Linked DNA regions of Sus scrofa: region 1 is linked to region 2. Evidence: chromatin contacts called from public Hi-C data. All regions are on one chromosome and are shown on one strand. The core of a region is the stretch at or near the end of the contact, and the rest is flanking DNA. Distances in the headings are between cores, read along the strand shown. Region 1 holds the start of ETV6 (transcription factor ETV6). Region 2 holds the start of CDKN1B (cyclin dependent kinase inhibitor 1B).

Region 1 (6,257 bases), core at 190-2,689, 1.0 Mb after region 2:
TGTTCCTTGTTGCTGCAGGGTCCACTCAATAAATGCATCTTAAATGGGCCAAGCCATAAACAAACAAACTTCAGCAGCTTCAGCCTCTCACAGAAGCAGCAAGGCTTTTCCATCTGGGTACATGGGACAGTGAAATGAAAGTGTACAACAAAAGCAGCAATGGCAAAAATAACTGGGGGAGATGGATAAATCATTCTGCCTCCTCACGGTGGCAAACTTTACGGCAACTTTTTAGAAGCAACAAACCGCAGCACCACTAGCCTTTACAGACACACACATACACATATATAAATGCACAAATACAACCACTTGGAAGCTAAGTACTGTGTTTGCAAACATCCTCCACCCTCCTGCACTTACAATACTGCAAACCATGGCCAGAAAGCCGGGAGATTTCTACGCTTAGATATCCTCTCTGCACTGTCAAACCGGGAAGGTCATTTTTCCTGGTCACTTAAATAATTCTCTCTCCCTGCATCGCAGGAGTTTTTTACTTTGGGATTGCTCAACTTTCAGATGCATCCGAGTAAAACAACCATTCAGCAACTTTATTCACCTTGGTTTAAAAAAAGAAACAAACAAACAAACAAAAAGAAAGAAATTCATTGTGCAATGCCCAGGAAAAGCTGACACCACGACTGTCTCTTCCACAAGCGCTTGCAATTACAATCGGGGTTGGGGGTGGGGGGAGGAATCTGTCTGATCAGACTCCGGGAGCCTTTCTTTCTTTCTTTCTTTCTTTTTTTTTTTTTTAAAGAAATGATTCCAACCCCAATGGGGCTGGAGAACTTTTTTTTCTAAGGAGACCACCCCTCGGGAACAAAAGTTACATTTTGGTCACATGTTGGGAGTAGGAGCAGGGAGCAGGTTTTTTAAAAAGAGCACTAATTACGGGGCTGTTTTACGGTCCTAGACACCACTCGGGATCCTCCTGACCGATGGTGACGGGCATTTCACCGTCAAAAAGAAAGGGGGTGGGGTGGGGGCGCAGGAGCCGGCAGGGGGCTCGGCGGGAGGGGGGAGTAGCAAGGTTACGCTAAAGGGTACGGCAGCCGCCGCGAGCTGCATCTCCTTCCCCGGCGCCCCAAATAATTTCCTGCGAACAGAGCGACTGCAGCAGCCCCCTCGGAACTGGAGAGCCCAGCAGGACTGGCCGGGCCAGTGCAGCTCAAGGTTTTCCACCCCGGAGAGGGAGGGGGAGAAGATCTTTACCTTAATGCTACACTGAGCAGGAGTCTCAGACATGTCTCACAGCGAGAGAGATCAGGAAGTTCTCAGTTTTTTTCCACTTTCCTTTCCTCTCCCCAACCCAGAAACGCTCCACGGCCAGCCGGACGCGGTCATTTAAGAAGTTTCTTGCAGCATCTCTCCCGGCGGCCGCCCCGGGGGGCCGCGAGCGCGCGGGGCGGGGCGGGGCGCCGGCGGAGTCGCCGCGCGGGGCGGCGGGGGCGTGGGAGCCGGGCGGCGCGGCGGCGGGGTCTGCAGGTCGCGGCGCGGCACGGCGACCCGGGGCGCAGCCCGGCCGGCCTCCCGCTCTCTCCTCCCACCCGGGCCGGCGCCCCCGCCCCCCGCCCTCCCGCCGCTCTCCCTCGCTAGTTCTCTCGAATGTTTTCCTTCCTGGAAGAGAGAAACTGAAAGGCAGAACTGAGAAAGCTCTTTGCTCATTGATCTTGAGAGTTTCAGTGCAGAAACTGACGTGAATTCCCAGCACTGAGCTCTGCCTCTTAAAGGAGCCACCAGGAAATAAAAGCTCGGGTTACAGGCCGGCATCGGGGAAATAAAAGCCGCGCTGGGGGAGGGGCGGCGGCAGCGGCGGGGGCGCGGGCGGAGGATCCCGGGGGAGCGGGGCCGCGTGAGGCCGCGGTGGCTAACGAGGCGGGCGGCGCAGCCCCCTCCGGCCAGCGCTGGGCTTCCCAGGCTGGGCCGGGCCGCGCCAGGCTCGTGGAAGACACGCCAAGAAAGGTTCCATCGGGGCCCCAGAAACCTCAAAACAGGTTTTATTAAGCGCCCCCCCTCCCCGAGCTCCGTCTCTCGGATACTTTGGAAGGCACAAGGGTTTTTTTGTATTTTTTCCCCGCCGAGCGGAGACGCAATGAAAATAATTATATAGGAAAGGGCATTCCGGTAAGGACGCGGAATCCGAAGGAGGAAATAAAACAATAGCCTTTGTTCTGCTTCTCGACCGCGGCCTCTTTAAGAGAATCCACCAGGAAATGGGAGATCGGGTTACAGCCCGCACCGGGGAAAAGGGGCTAGCGAGCGAGCGCCGGAGCGCGACGCTGGAGACAAAGCCGGGAGGCCGCCCGCAGACGCCGAGCCCCGTGGGCCGGGGAATCCCCGCGAAGGTGGGCGCCCCGAAAAGGGGAGGCGCGCTTGCCGGGGATGCGGCCGCCGCGGGCGCTGCCCCAGCCCCGCATGCGTTGTGGAGAAGGGAAGGCTGCCGGGCAGTTATCAAAGGCAGTTGAGTTCCTTTTCCTGACACCCCCCCCCCCTTCCTCCGGGTTTCGAAATCCGCTGTCCTTTTAAAGAAATAGCGGCCGCTACCAACCGAAATAGGTGACTCGACTACTGAGTTGACAGGACGCGTGCCTGGAGATAATACTCCTCCCCGGGACCACAGCTCTGAAACCGTCATTGGCGGATAGGATGCCCCCGGGATCCTGCCGGGGGAGGAATATTTGGTGGAAAAAAAAGAAACAACAAAAACACTTAGAGGAGGTTTCGAGCCAGTCGGGCTGAGGGTTCTAGCCTTGAGTGCACGTACTCTGATCACTCTACTGTTTCTATTGTTATTTATAGTCTCTGAAAATGTTTGCAAGCGTCCACTGCAGAAAGTTGAGAGCATTATGCCTAAATTCTAAACCCTTATCATACGTATAGGTTTGATGTATGGATGTGTATTAAATTACAGATAGGTAAGTACATCTGTATAAATATAATGCGTGTTATGTAGTATATACAGGTATACCAGGACAGATTTCCCAAGCTGCCCTATCCTACGGACCTTTCCTACCAACTTCCCTTCCTCTCTCCACATAATAAATTGTGTTCAGAATTTTTCACACGCTCATTCGAAGAACACTTTAAACCAGAATTTACTAAAGGGTTGGAATAGAAGAGTCCAGTAGCTGGGAAGTTTGGCATAATGGGATTCGTGAGTTTCCAAGGACCTGGGCAGTCCTTGCCACGTCGTAGTCCTATTCTTTCCCAGAAAGCTCGTGTCCAAACCAACACTCAGCCTTGGACCACCTGCTGTCCCCCAGCCCAACCCCCACACACATTTATCTGCCTTTGGTCCTTACACTGCTGTTGGAAGCATTGGTTCTGATGTCCCATTGCTAGGTTAAGCCCTTATAAATCTCCGTATCCCTTATCAATATGATCTCTGGCAACGTGCTCTCTCAGCTTCGGTAAAATGGGGGTGGGGGAAAGTACCTTTCTCATGAGATTCTCCTGAGTATTGAAAATGTGCCAATATATTCAAAGTGCTTAATTATCAGAGTGCTTGCTACATATACTACCTTTTCAATTAAAGTTAGCTACGATTATTTAACCTCAGGACGGAATTAACTCTCAACTTCCCTTCTATCTCATTTTTACTTTCTCCAAGTAACCCTCAAAAGTGGTTTAAATGAGAGTGTATGTGGTTCTAAAACAAAACACACGGTAGCAGCTGTGGCAAAAGTTGCATTTAGCCAGCGGTGGATAGTAAATATTTTAGGCTTTGTGCGCTACGACAAAACTGAGCACAGTATGTAGATACTGACATAACTGGAGAGAAAACAAATATTCACAATTTTTTTTAATAAAATGTAAGGTGTAACAATAACAGTTGTAATGCCAGACTAACAATGAGAGGAATGGAACTCTTACAGAAGGATATCATTTCACTTACTTAAACCCCAGGTTAAAGTACACGGTTTCTATCATCAAAATTGATTGTAAATGGTTATTTGTTACTGCTGATCTGTCACGAGATTTTACATGGTTCATTGGGAAATATCTTTTCAAACAGATAGGATGCTGCCAAATATATCAATTCATGAGCATATGGTTTTACTTGAGCACATTTATCACTTATAAGGCATTTATACAATTATATTAGAATTCTATAAATTCTCTTGATATTTCCCCTTTAGCTTGCCATTATATTGCACTTTAAACACTTCCAAGTGGAAGTTAGGTGGAAGTGCCTCAGTGGCACAGTGAAGTGTATTTTAAACATGAAATGGATTCACTTGCATCAAAATCCAAAAACCAGTGTTGGAACTGTATTTGGAGTTCAGAAAAATATAACTGCTGTGAATTTGTGTTAGAATGGAAACCCAGCTTCTTCTTGTCACTTTTGACAGCATGGGAAGTGTATAAAGCAGCTTGATATTATTCATGATCCAGTGTTAATTATGTCAAAATGATTTAACTGCAGTATAAGCTTCACATATAGCTATATATTTTACCTTATTGTTGTATGCTGAATTCATAAAAAATAATAAATCTGAAGCAAAACTAATTTTGAAAACCACTCAGTAATAGTGGTTGAAGGAAGTTATTTTCATTCATTCATGCCTATTTATCTATTGTTTCTCCATTCCTTGTTTCCTGACTTCTTTGCAGTAATATCATTTTGTTTTGTTTTGTTTTTATTTCCATTTCAATTCCTAGGTGCTCTTTCTAGTATTTCTTCTTATGTTAAATGTAGTGGTTGCTCTAGAAATGACAATTTGCATCTTTCATTATCACAGTCTATCTGCAAATAATATTATTCTATCTTATAAATAGACAAGAAACTTAAAACAGCATAACTTCATTTATCTCTCTCCCATCCTTTGTAATATTGTCCTATATTTTATTACTACATATGTTATAAAACCCCTATACATTATAAAGGGGGTTGATATTTTAAAAATTGTAAAAATATGTGTATAATGAAGGCACAGAAACATAGGTCTCTTTTTAATCTGCCCCACTATTTATCCTTTCTGGTACATTTTATTCCTTCTTGCAGATCTAGTATCATTTCCTCTTTGGCCTCAAGAACTTCTTTGGCATTTGTTGGAGATAAACTCTCTCAACTTTGTGTCAGAATGTCTTTATTTCACATCCATTTTTGAAGGATAATTTTCACTGTATATAGAATTTTAGGTTGACAGATTTTTTTTTTTCTTTTGGCGTTCTCAACATGTCCTTCCATCTCTGTCTCCATTACTTTCGATTAAAAGTCATTTGTAGTTCATATGTTAGCTCCCTGTGTGTAATGTCTCCCCCACCCCCCGCCCCCTGCCCTGGCTACCTTTAAGATCGGCTCTCTGAATTTATTTTTCAAAATTTTGACTAGGGAGTTCCCTTGTGGTGCAGTGGGTTAAAGATGCAATGCTGTCACTGCAGTGGCTTGGGATCACTGCTATGTCACAGTCAATCACTGGCCCAGGATCTTCCATATTCTATGGGCATGGCAAAAAAGAATTTTTGTGTGTGTGACTAGGATGTGGTTTTGGTTGGTTAGTTTCTTTGTATTTATGCAAAAAAATTATTTTTTTGTATTTATCTTTGATGTTGACTATATAGTTCCTGGACCTAGAAGTTGGTATCTTTCATTATTTTGGGAAAATTCTCATCTATTTTATCTTTGAATATTATTGCTGCCCATTCTCTCTCTCTTTTTTTTAACTCCAAAGATACAAGTGTTAGACGACATGGCATTGTTCCATAGATCCCAAATAGCCTGTTCTATTTGTCTTTTTTTCTTTTTGACTTTCAATTTGGATAATTTCTATTTATATCTTTTCCAAGTTTTTTTCCTCTGCATTATCCAACGTAATGTTAAGTCCATCTAGTTCTTTTGATACTGTATTTTTTAATTTTTAGCATTTCCACTTTTTTTTAATATTCTCCATCCCTTTTCTGAAGTAGCCCATATCATGGGTTATACATGGGTTTTACCTTTTAAGTCCTTTACCATTTTTCTTATACTGTGATAATTCTAAAATATGGAGTTTTCTTGGAGTTCCCATTGTGGTGCAGCAGAAATAAATGTGAATAGTAACCATGAGGTTGGGGGTTCGACCCCTGGAATCATTCAGTGGGTTGAGGATCCAGCATTGCTGTGAGCTGTGGCATAGGTCTCAGACTTTGCTTGGACCTGGCATGGCTATGGCCGTAGCTCCAATTCAGTCCCTAGCCTGGAAACCTCCACATGCCAAAGGTGCAGCCCTAAGAAGCAAAAAAGGGGGGGGTGTTCTTTGTTAACTTCAATTGGT
Region 2 (6,364 bases), core at 3,692-6,191:
TGTAAGAATTTACATAAGTGGCACATTTATATCCTAGAAGCCATAAATATTTGAACTAATGGGGACTTTGACCATCTTATTCATATGAAAATGTGCCTTTCCCACTTTCCACCTCGAAAGCTTTGTCCACCCATACAGAACTAAGTGGAAAAGAGTGACTACTACGTTCAGACCTACAGAAATATCATCTGAGTGGTGGGCTGAATTATCTAGCTATTTGTCACTTCATATTATATTTATGGAAATGTGACTATAATGCTAGATCAAATACCTCAAGCTTAGTAAGGTACATTACATACAGCTCAACTCAGTGAATAGCTATGGAAGTTTTCTTTATTGATTGCTTGATGTTTAACAATAATTGGCATTTTTTTCACACATTACAAAAAAAATTATACTTGGCTCAGTATGCAACCTTTTAAGCCATATTATTTAACAGAAGAGGGGAAAAAACCTACTCTACCCAATACAGCATTTACAAATGCACAAACATGCCACTTTGGCTTGTATATTGTCTAGATTAAAAAAAAAATCTCTTTTTAACATAAATAAGTTAGTATAATTTTCAGTGTCTTTACAGAGTTATGTACACAGGTACACTTCAAATGGTTTTGTTTCATACACATACACAGGCAATGTAAAAATACTGTTTAAAGATGTAGTATCCATTTCACTCATCCCCCGGGGTGCTTTTCTCTATACGCACTTTCCTTTAAAAACACCACTTTCCTTTGGGCAAATAAACAAATAGAATGAGTCTTTAAATTAAAAATTATTTCATTATTTTTTATGTCGAGTTACTTACAGATCTTTAAAAATATCCAAGGATTTAGAATTATTTTGACTGTGTCTACACACCCTGAAGTGAAAAGAAAATTAAAAATTTTCTCAACAAATCTGATAAAAACTAGATGGTCAATTCTGAGCATTCAAACTCCCCCCCATACATGCCAGATTTTTGCCCAGTTACCTGGAGTGATTACCAAACTGATGAATAGTTTAACTGGTACATTCCAATTTTAAGGGAGACAGAGGGAGGGGGGCTGAGGATGTTGTTATTTTAAAAAAAAAATTTGCTGCCACATAACGGAATCATCAGAACTCCCAAATAAGAAAAAGCTTCATGCAAAAATAAATAGCAATGATTTGCAGCCAGTGTTCAAATTTGGATTTTTTAAATGAAGTATCGGTTCTCACTGAAAGGGACATTACATCTTTAAAGAAAACCATTCAAAAATCTTTCCCCCAAACTGCTTCTCTTCATGTGAGTCAAATATTTTTCTCCTTGCTCTAAATCCAAGCAAGCTCTTCATAACCCCCCCACCCGTGCCAATTCCTCAGCCCCACCCGCCCTCCCTTCCCCAAAGTTTATGTGCTACATAAAAGGTAAAAACTATATACACAGGTAGTACAATGAAGCAAATAAGGAAAAACCTAATTGCACAATGCTACATCCAATGCTTTTAGAGGCAGATGATTTTAAGTGTGCCTAAAATTTTAGTGTTATTGACTTGTTGCTGTTCAGTGCTTTATACGGGTTGTCCCTTTCATGGAGTCAGATATGCACTTAAAATTTTTATTTTTTATCTTCCTTGCTTCATCAAGCGGTGATGTATCTGATCAACAAGGAAACATACTCTTAATACTGCAAAAGAAATAAGAAAAAAGAATTAGGAGAAAAGCACTAGAATAATATTGCCAACATATTAACAAGAATTATTTTGTTCCTGCCTTAATTGGGAAATACCTGGGCGATGGAAAAGGAAGAATGTAGTAGAAGTTGGTGACTAGAGCCATCTCAATCCCCAGATTTTTACTTTCTCCTGCGCTGGGTACTTTTGTCTAGAGCAGTGCTTCTCAACAGTAGATAATTTTGTCCCCCAGGGGACATCTGGCAATGTTTGGAGACATTTTTGCTTGTCATACTGGGTGTGGAGGGGGTGCTACTGGCATCTACTGGGAGAGGCTAGGGATGCTCCCAAAACATTCTACAACGCACAGGACACCCTCCCACAACAAAGAATTATTCGGCTCAAAATGGCAACAGTGCAGAGGTTGAGAAACCCTGGTCTAGAGAATCGGGGTCAAAAATAGTGAGAAAGAACAGACACAGGAAAATTAAGGAACTGTTAACACTTAAGAGTAGCAAAATTTTCTAAATTTGAAAAATAACTGGAAATAGAAAAGCTCACCAAAGAAAATTCTATTCACCCCCCCCAAAAAAAAAACTAGTTTCTCAGTCGTATGAAGAGTATACACACATGAATGCTTGAGAAGAGGTCCTTACTACTATTTCCTGTATTCGCTGAACTGGCAATATTTACTAACAAATGCCTCTCTGTATGTCAGAATGCGGCCAGATCAAAATCCAGTAGGTCTGATTTGCTGTGGCTCATCTGATGAGCTAGGCCACGAGTCACCAACCAACAAGAGCCACAGGTGTTAAGGTTGACTCAGAAATTTTTTTCACTTCATATACAGCTATAACGTAGGGTTCGATAGTGCCGTGTTGTATAAGCTCTGAAAGATATCAGACGTATGTAATAAAGTCCTACCTGTGACACTGATGTAAAAACACAACAAACTTGAACCCTACCTTCATCCCTGTTCTTTATTTTAAAATTTTTATAAATGAGGATTTTGAAAGTTAATGTCAACATCTCTTAGGATCTCTTTAAATGCTAAGCTATGAGGGTGTTTGTGGAGGGGAAAAAAAAGAGGTCACGGTCATTGTCTGTAAGGAGTGTACAAACTATTAACTAATATATGTAGTTTGATCATTATGGAAACCAATCCATGTAAAGCTGGGGGGCTGAATTATGCAAATTAGTTTTTTACATTGATCAGATTTTAGTAGGTGGAAAAATGTCCACTTGCCTTGTTCGGGGTAGCCCTAACCAGTGGCAGCCCTGGTATCTACTATCCATTTCCCCTACAAATATCCAAATTATCCTGTTATAGCACGATTAGCATACACATGCTGACGTGTTCCTGGATTGCTTACTCTGGCAGAGTTACTTAACTTCTGCTTTGTAACTTCAGTGTTATCAGAAATTCCATAGGAACCTTAGCGTTTTTGAGCCTTCCATTTTGGTTTTTTTTAAATACACAGGTTCCTTCTCCATCCCCCACACTGATCAGAAAACAGGGCAAGTGACACTTTGTGAAAACGATAGATAAAAGAAAGCCACACTCCTCTCTATTCACATTTCTAACCATGTGATTAACCAGATATGAGCCATTTGTACCTAACTTTTCCCTCAAAGTTTTAACTGGATCATTTATTTGCCATTTTTTTCCATGTATGGCTCAAAATCTGTTAGAGTCAGCTTGGTCCTCTGGGAGATGAATTCTCCTGAAGTGGGATGGAGGCAGACCCCCGCTCTTGTTCAGATGGAAAAAGAACCTATTGTTCCCAACACCGTTTTGATGGGACTCTCAGGGAACTGACCTTCCTACCCACAGGGCCTTGGTTGCAAGTATTTGCCTGGGACACTTGCTCTAATCATTGGGAGCTTCAAAGGAAAATGATCTCAGGACAGAGAAACTGGGAAGAATTATAGTACCCCCACCCTGATGCCCAGTCTTTCCCATTCCTCCTTTTTTTGGACCTCATAAAATACAAACAAAACCCCACAAGCTCTAATCTGCCAGACACCACTAAGATCGGGTATCTTGGTGTTTGAAAACCCATGAGTTCCTTCAGCCCAAATCGGGTGTCACTTATTTGCTTCCAGTGATCAACCCACCGAGCAGTTTACGTTTGACGCCTTCTGAGGCCGGGCTTCTTGGGCGTCTGCTCCACTGAAGCCGAGTTCGGGGAACCGTCTGAAACATTTTCTTCTGTTCTGTTGGCTCTTTTGTTTTGAGGAGAGGAATCTAAAGGCAGGAGGGAATTTTAAAAAGAACACACACAAATAATCTTTATTAGAAAAAACAATGGCTGACACAAGTTGGCTCGATACTGAGGGGACAAAAAACCCACCACCTCCACCCACCATCCTGGATCCGTCATTCCCAGTGGCCTTTAAGGGCACAAAATGAGGTTGTTTTCACATAACAGAAAGTGTATTCTACGCCCCAAATCTCTCTCTCTCCAAAGCGAAGAGGGAGGTGGTTGATAAACATCCCAACGTTGTCACATACCTACAGCTGGCTAGCGGGGAGGAGCCGCGATGTTTTCAGTTAGAGAAATTATCAGATAGCACAGTCTCATGCTTCAGACTTAAAAGTCATAAACAGACCAGCAGCTAGCCAAATAGCATTTAAAACCTAAGATGAGGAAGGTGTGTTCCCCAAGAGCTAAGTCAGAATGCGCTGAAAAGAAAGCGGAGGTTTAAGATCCTCAAGCAGGGAAAACAGCACGGCAGACAAACAGAGAGAGGCAGACAAACAGACGTTTCATGCATTCGAAAGGGTCATTACCGTCTGTGGCAGGTCGCTTCCTTATCCCAGTGCACTGCTCCGCTAACCCCGTCTGGCTGTCCGGTGCATCAGTCTTTTGGTCTACCAAATGTGTGTCCTCTGAGTTGGCCTGAGACCCAATTAAAGGCACCGCCTGGCGGGTCCCGCTGACACCCTGGCCCTCCTGCGCCGGCACCTTGCAGGCGCCTTTGGGTGGCCGCGGGGGTCTGTAGTAGAACTCGGGCAAGCTGCCCTTTTCCACCTCCTGCCACTCGTATTTGCCCTCCAGGGGCTTGTGATTCTGAAAATCAAAATTCCACTTGCGCTGGCTGGCCTCTTCCATGTCTCTGCAGTGCTTCTCCAAGTCCCGGGTTAACTCTTCGTGATTGACCGGGCCGAAGAGGTTTCGGCAGGCCGAGGGCTTGGGGTACTCCGCCTGTCTGGCGTCCATCCGCTCCAGGCTCGGGCTCCCGTTAGACACTCTCACGTTTGACATCTTCCTCCCGGGGCTCGGCGACCGCCTCTCTCGCGCTCTCGCAAAACAAAACCGAACAAAACAAAACGCCTCGACCCAGCCCGAGCCCCTCTTATAAGCCCTGCGGCTGCCCTCCGAGCCAAGAGAAACAAACACCGACGAGTAAGCGCCCGAGCGTCAGGAGCGCGCTGGGGCTGGGGGAGGGGGCGAGGGGCAGCCCGGGCCAGGCAGCCCCGAGTCTCCGCCGATCAAGTGTACGGGCGAGCTGGAGGGCGGGGAGGGGAGGGGAGAGGAGCGCAGCGGAGAGAGGAGGGGGCAGAGCCAGTCCGAGTCCCCGCCGCTGCGAGCCCGCGGGTCCCGCCGACCGAGCGGCTCTCCAAACCTTGCCGGCGTCGGAGTCGCGGAGCGGCGAGAAAGTGGGGACAGGGGAGGGGGAGAAAAACACCCCGAAAAGACGAGCCCCCTTTTTTTAGTTGCCCAATATGGCGGTGGAAGGGAGGCTGACGAAGAAGAAGATGATTGACACCGCAAGTCTATTTAAACAGAGGAGGAGATCATTGGTCGCGGCGCCGGGAGCCGCCCAGCCGAGACTGGCGAGCTGGGCCTTAAGGTGGCCCCTGAGCCGCCGCTGCGCCTCCCCGCCTCCCGAGCGCGCCGCCGCCGAGCGCGCGGCCGGGAGCTCGACTGGTCGCGTGACTGCTGGAGGTGCCGGGCTGCCAGCAAACCTGCTCTGGCTGGCCTCGGAGAAATTAAAAATAAGACAAACTCGCCAAAAGGCCGGGGAGCCGGGGAGGGGCCTGGCCGGAGAGGTGGCGGGTTCTGGTCCCTGCGCTGCGCTCCGCTCCGGAGCCCCGACCTCCCTCTCCTCGCCGAGGGCGATCTTATTTTCCCCTCGCTCGCCGAGCGGGTAGGGGCGGGCAGCTGGGCTCGCCGCTGGGCGCTCGGCCCCCAGCTGGGCTCTCTCCCGGGGGGGCCCCCACCGCTCGCTCAGCGGGGGAGGCGGGGAGCCCCTGAGCCTGGGTGCCTTAGCTGGGGGTGAGCAGTGGTTAGCTCACCCTTAACCTAGAAGTCTGTGCTGTTCTAGGGGAGGCAGGGGGCTTAGGGGGGAAGCCCAGGAGGACGTCTTTCTATAAGTAGACTGGAATAGATGCTGCATTTGTAATGTATTCTGAACCCAAGCTCTCCCTCAATAAAAACAAGAAAAGGGCTTCGAGATCAAAAACTCTATTGGTCTCCCAAGTCCCTAATAAACTTAGTAGCTGTCTCAGATACATTTCGTTTAAAAAAGCGAGGATACACCCCTGGCCCAGGTTCTTGCTTCCCAAGCACTGTTAAGGCCACTGACTTGGTCTGCGTGTGGGAACTCGTCTCCTCTTTTATATTTTTCAGTTCTTTCCCGGCTTGTAGCAGTTTCCTCTACCTGAGTCCCGCCGCCAAATACAACAGCCCCTTCCTTCCTTCACCTTTCTCTCCCACCAGATTCAC

Evidence for each region. Hi-C and Micro-C count contacts between places; a contact is called where the count stands out from the background.
Region 1: a Hi-C map of skeletal muscle shows a contact between it and region 2, with 8 times the contacts expected there. The contact joins the promoter of ETV6 here to the promoter of CDKN1B in region 2. A contact is called at or near these places in 1 of 5 promoter capture datasets (liver), 3 of 47 Hi-C or Micro-C datasets (heart right ventricle, liver and skeletal muscle) and 1 of 2 datasets of contacts at active chromatin or transcription factors (alveolar macrophages).

Annotation. Positions count from the first base shown.
Region 1 is chr5:60,775,353-60,781,609 of Sscrofa11.1, forward strand. It overlaps ETV6 (transcription factor ETV6), which reads right to left and starts at 1,440. Exons shown (of 8, transcript XM_005652587.3): 1 at 1,213-1,440. The coding sequence starts at 1,245.
Region 2 is chr5:59,730,890-59,737,253 of Sscrofa11.1, forward strand. It overlaps CDKN1B (cyclin dependent kinase inhibitor 1B), which reads right to left and starts at 4,942. Exons shown (of 3, transcript NM_214316.1): 1 at 4,426-4,942; 2 at 3,750-3,879; 3 at 335-1,645. The coding sequence starts at 4,900. The coding sequence ends at 3,758.